Linked DNA regions of Ovis aries: region 2 is linked to region 1. The links are chromatin contacts, called in public Hi-C maps. All regions are on one chromosome and are shown on one strand. The core of a region is the stretch at or near the end of the contact, and the rest is flanking DNA. Distances in the headings are between cores, read along the strand shown.

Region 1 (2,760 bases), core at 140-2,639:
AGGCAAGAGAGCTTAGCAGAGGACAGATCAGGAAGGACTTTACAAGCAATTTTAGGTACTTTTTACTGAACTTTCACTTAAAGGGATGATAGTTAATGACTTCCAGCGGGAGAATAATATGTGTTAGATTGACCCCTTTAAAAAATGCACTAAAAAAAGAAAGATGTCCAGAGGACCATTTGGGAGACTTGCACATCAGTAGAGGCAGGGAGGTCAGAGAGAAGTAGACAGGTTTGAGAAGCATATAAGATGTAATATCAAGAGGAATTAATGGAAGCTTAGTTGAGAAAAGAGAAGTCAAACCTGATGCTGGTGTCCTCTGGTATAAATAGAGAGATGTGTGGCCTTAAGTGATACAGAAAAATAAACATAGGAATGTCAGCTGGGCTGGAGATAAAGTTTTGAAGAACATCAACAAGGTGCAAAGTTGATTCACGTGTTGACATTATAAAATATAAAATGGGAAAATATACTGAAGTGTTCCACTGAACATTAACTCAAGATGTAAAAATACTTTGAAAAACAGATCCTTTGGGGAATGATTATTTAAAAAGATTCAAGTATTCCCCTTGGGCAGTTATAAAGCATATCTATCTGCAAAGTTACACTTATTACCTAGCATGAGCTACAGTTACATTTGATTGCCATGGATTTATTTATCTGGAGGGTTTTTTTTCCGCCTCAGTTATAAATGAAACAAGTACTTTCCCACGTTCATCTTTGTGCAATATGTGACCTGGAATAGCTCAATATAATTAGCGACTTCAGAACATTGCCAGAATTGAAGCAGCAAAGTGTGACATCTCCTACAAATTAAGATTTATTGCCAACTATCCTCAGGGTGAATTGACTCTGCATTATTAGCTCCCCTTTTCTATACAAACTCTTTGTCTTATGACTATCTCTGATTGCATTTTATTTTTTATTTTTTGCATTGACCACTCAGACAATTAAGAATCTGCCTGCAATGTGGGAGACTTGTGTTCGATCCTTGGGTCAGGAAGATCCCCTGGAGAAGGGAATGGCAACCCACTGCAGTATTCTTGCCTGGAAAATTTTATGGAGAGAGAAGCCTAGCAGGCTACAGTCCATGGGGTTACAAACAGTTGGACCTGACTGAGCGACTGACACTTTTACTTTCACACACTATTGTTTGGATGTGTTCATTTCAGTGTCTCACACCCTAAAATGTGAGCCTGAAATCAGTGTCTTAAAGACCTGTGGCTCCAGCAGCTGTCATGGAAGCCAGCGCATGACAGGTACTTGGGTGAAGAACTGGATGGTTTGTGTCATCTAGCCATCAAGTGAGCCACCACTAGAGGGCACTGGCAGTTCGGTCAGATTGGAGGTGCTGGAGGTGTTCCCACAGACACAGGGTCAGGACTGTTTGTGAAAGCACCTGGACTCAAGCCTGGACTTCTGTATTTCACCCAGGCAGGAGGACAGAGAGTCGATGCTCTTATTAGCCCTAATTTCTGGCTTGATTTCTTTGTTCTGAATGTCTCACTGGCTTTCTTCCTAGTTTCTCTGACTTAGAAGGTTTTCCCCCTTACCTCCTCAGGTGTGTCTAAGAAACAGCTCTTATAGAAGGCACTGCACAATTACCCAGACTGCCCTTGTTGCTGTATGTCTGCCCCTGGCCCTGGTCCTTCACAACTCTGGAAATACCAAACCGTTTTGCTGTTCACTGAATAGGCTGCTGACTCTCACACATCACATGCTGTGAGCTCAGATGATTCCTCATGTGCAAATACCCTTCTCCACCTCTCAGACTGCCACTTGTCAGGCAAGTATCTTTTATAATCCATTCAATGAAGTTTTCTTTCCATCAGGGAGATCTTGCTGTTCTTTCTTCTTTATGTTTTAAGAATGTACCGTTAATGGCATTTATTAAACTCTTCATACTTATTTGTTCTCATTCCCTCCCCTTAAGTTTATACTTTCTCCTCAAGGGTGGGTATCGTAATTCAGACCCTATGGACTACTTACATGTAATGATGTAAGTGGCTGGAAAGATAGAGCATCTTTCATGGTCCCAGGATATGCTCCTGAGGCCAGGCTAGATCCTAAAGAAGCTTTCCCAACTGGGGTGGCAAGAAGGATACATTTAGACACATTATTCTCCAGAGTAACAACACTCTTCAGTGGCTCAAGATGGTCTGTGCTTAGACTGCAAATAGGCACCATGCGTGTCAGTCTTGTGTTTCTCATGTGTAGTAGATTGTTTGAATACTGGCGCTTCCCAGGTGGCTCCACAGTAAAGAATCTGCCTGCCAATTCAGGAGACACAAGAGACGCAGGTTCCATCTCTGGGTTGAGAAGATTCCGCTGGGGTAGGAAAAGGCAACATGCTCCAATATTCTTGCCTGAAAAATTCCATGGATAGAGGAGCCTAGCGGGCTACTGTCCATGGGGTCACAGAGTTGGACATGACCGAATGACTGGGCACATACTGAACACAAAGACGGGCAAGAGGCAGCAGGCCTTCAAGATTAATTCCATTTGCCATTTTGGGCCTCTAAAAAAATGGACAAACTCCTAAGCAAAATATTAGAAGGTTACTGTGCCATGGATACACCACGCTATTTTTTATCTTGGGCCTTTGCATATGCTGTTCCCTCTGCCTGAAATGTATGTACAGCAGGTCCCCTACAAATGAAGGTGCTCTCTTCTCAGAGTGCATTTGTAAGTTTAATTGCTTGTACATGACAGCAACTGAGCACAGCACAGCCAACAGAGTTAGTCTAGGTACCCCTAGAC
Region 2 (2,760 bases), core at 157-2,656, 210 kb after region 1:
AGTGAACTAACACCTGGTATCTTCTTACTCTCTCCGATTAGAATGTGAGCACCCCTGGGGTCTCCAGGCGTGCACAGCCAGAGCCTAATGCGGTGCCTAGCACTTGGAAGATGCTCAGCAAGTAAATGAGGAGCTATGCTCTGAAGCCGAGACCAAGACAGCGCAGGTAGAGCCCTCTCCAAAGTTCTCTGCTTGCAGACACGCCCCTGCAGGTGCTGTCACTTTCCAGTCTTCACTGCCCGCCGGCGCGCACGCGCCCACCTGGAACTCCCCAAGCCAGGGAACTACCTACCAGCAACGGCGACCAGCAGACCGACAGCACGCACATGATCCCCATGAGCTGGATGGCTGTCTCTGTCGTGATTCGGCCCCATTGGGCGCTGGACTGCGACGCCGTGGCCTTGGCCCTGCAGCGGGACACCAGGGCCTTAATGGTGGCCAGGTTGCAGGCGAAGGTGACCACCAGCGCCGAGAGCCCCAGGATGGCAAAAGCAGAAGCGAAGAAAACGTTGCCCCAATTTTGCCGGGAGTTAGTCCCGTTGCCCCCAGGCCCAGTGCTAATGAAGCACCAAGTCCCGGGCCACTGGATAGTATACTGACCTACGCCCAGCACCGGCAACAGGGCGAAGGCGAGCACCGCCAGCCATACGCCTAGCAGCACGGCGCGGGTGACGCTGGTCTTCATGTGGCTTGAGTACCAGTGCGGCGCCCGGGTGGCCAGAGCCCGCTCGACGGCCATGGCGCTGGCAATGAAGAGCGAGGAGAGCCCAAAGACGGTCATGGTCAGGCCGAAGAAAGTGCACAACCTCCCCGACGGGTCGAGCTGCTCCCAGCGCTGGTGGGACAGGTAGAGGACGATGACCACCGGGCTGGTGAGCAGCTGCCCGACCATGTCGGTGAGCGCCAGCCAGCCGATGCACAGCAGGAACGACTTCTTGCGCTTGCCCTCCCGGCGCCTGTAGCTCTTCGACACGAGCGTTATGGCCAGCGCGTTGCCCACGAACCCGGTGATCATCATGGTCATCGAAAAGGCTACGGACACCGAGCCGCAGTCCTCGCTGGGTTCCTGGGGCAGCGTGAGGTTGTTCGGCGCCTCAACGGCGCGCTCGGCCGCCCAGATGCCCGGGTCGGAGTGGTTGAAGCGCGTACAGAAAGGGGCGCTCGCGTGGTCCCGGGTCGCCTTCATATTGCCTTGGAGGTGAGGAAGGGACGGCAGCTTGAGAACAGCGACGAGGGCCGGCAGACCCGGCGCGGGAGGCGGCGGCTGTCGGTGGCGACCGGGGCTGGGGCTGGGGTCGCGGCTAGGCTGCCCTCCATGATGCGGGGCGCAGCCGCCGCCTCACTTCGCCACTAAGGCGGCGGCGCCGGGGCTCCTGGGCCAAGCAGGCAGCCGCGCCGTCGGCTCCCAGGCGTCCGGAGGTGCCCGGCGCCTGCTATAAGCCCGAGGGGGGGCGGGGCGCCCGTGGGCGTGGGCCAAAGTGCAGTGGGAGGAGGATGCAGAAGCAGCCGAGAGCCTCCCTCCCTCTCTCTTTCCCTCTCTCTCTCTCATTTTTTTGCTGCGGCTTGATCACTGCTTTGGCCGCCTGGGCTCCGAACATCCTTCCGCCCCCAGAAGACTCCTCTCGAAATGCCCCAGCTCCTGCCGGGACCGGCTGCCCAGCCAGGCTGCCCCGCGCGGCCCCGCGCCTCCTCAGGTTCTCTGCCAGAGGAGAGTTCGTGGAGAGGCTAGGACTAAAAGGTCTCCCTCGGCTACCCCACCTCAGACAAGTTGCCAAGGTGCCCGCCTTCCTCCTTCTCCATCCACCGAGGCTCGCGCAAGGACCGGATCTTCCTCCTGACGCTCTTTTGTAACCCTGGCAAGTGTATCTTACCTACCTGACCCTGAGCAATCTAGGCAAACCACACTCCTGATTCGTAGATGAGCGTGAACATTTTTCCCTTTCTGCTTTGAGACTCTAGCATGATCTTAAGCAGGCCAGGTTGCTCTGTCCCCAGGGGCGCACTGAAACTGTAAAACCAACAGTGCCATAAGATTTAAGGGAATAGGTACAGGAAGACAAAATCAGGACTGTCGGATTCAAAAATAAAGAAATCCCAACTACCAACTCCTTCCTTCACCCGCCTAAATTCTTCTTCCTTAACATTAAATATATATATTAATTAATTAAAAATATTTTTAAGTTAGCTAAGGCAAACGGGGCTAGAGGCAGGTGGCTGGCACTCACTATTTCACTGTCTCAGCACATCTGAAATATTGAAATCAAAGGCTGTTAGCCTGCTTGAGTGGGGGGAGGTAGGGCAGAGAAACAAGGCAAACTCTTACAAAGCCATCTTTCTCCACCCTGGACCATTCTTATGCAATTAGGACTAAAAACTGCATTTAGATGTTATGAAGGTCTTCACATTTAGTGAAAATGCACATAATCGCTTAGTAACATCTTTTATTAAGCCAATATTTTATGTTTCACAACCATTTCCCCATTTTTTTCCAGACATCCTCCAAGTATTGTTATTACTCCCCCTTTAAGGTGAGGTAACTGAGGCTCCTGAAGTTAAAGGATGTGCCCAAGTCTTTCAGCAATTCTCCAGTCTCCAACTTCTTATCTGAAGCACAGTATTCTTTACATAGATACCATAACCACTCTCAACAGGTGATAAGACCAGCAGTTCTCAAATCTAGGGAGAGTCTAGTTTTTCTGCCTTTTCATCTTGTCGGGGAAATGGAAAGATTTTAAAAATTATTTTTGAACTTCATTTTTC

What was found. Hi-C and Micro-C count contacts between places; a contact is called where the count stands out from the background.
Region 2: a contact with region 1 is called in a Hi-C map of skin fibroblasts, with 2.5 times the contacts expected there. The contact joins the promoter of PTGER3 here to the enhancer-like site in region 1. A contact is called at or near these places in 6 of 16 Hi-C or Micro-C datasets (hypothalamus, liver, mixed tissues and 2 more).

What each region holds. Positions count from the first base shown.
Region 1 is chr1:46,585,447-46,588,206 of ARS-UI_Ramb_v3.0, forward strand. The region is part of intron 2 of PTGER3 (prostaglandin E receptor 3); the gene reads right to left. Among named protein-coding and RNA genes, the nearest start is that of PTGER3, 210 kb to the right of the region's middle. Within about 2 kb of position 1,390, at least 3 of the 54 cell types and tissues checked have an H3K27ac peak or open chromatin away from gene starts, as enhancers often do.
Region 2 is chr1:46,795,128-46,797,887 of ARS-UI_Ramb_v3.0, forward strand. It overlaps PTGER3 (prostaglandin E receptor 3), which reads right to left and starts at 1,407. Exons shown (of 3, transcript XM_060410844.1): 1 at 293-1,407. The coding sequence starts at 1,186.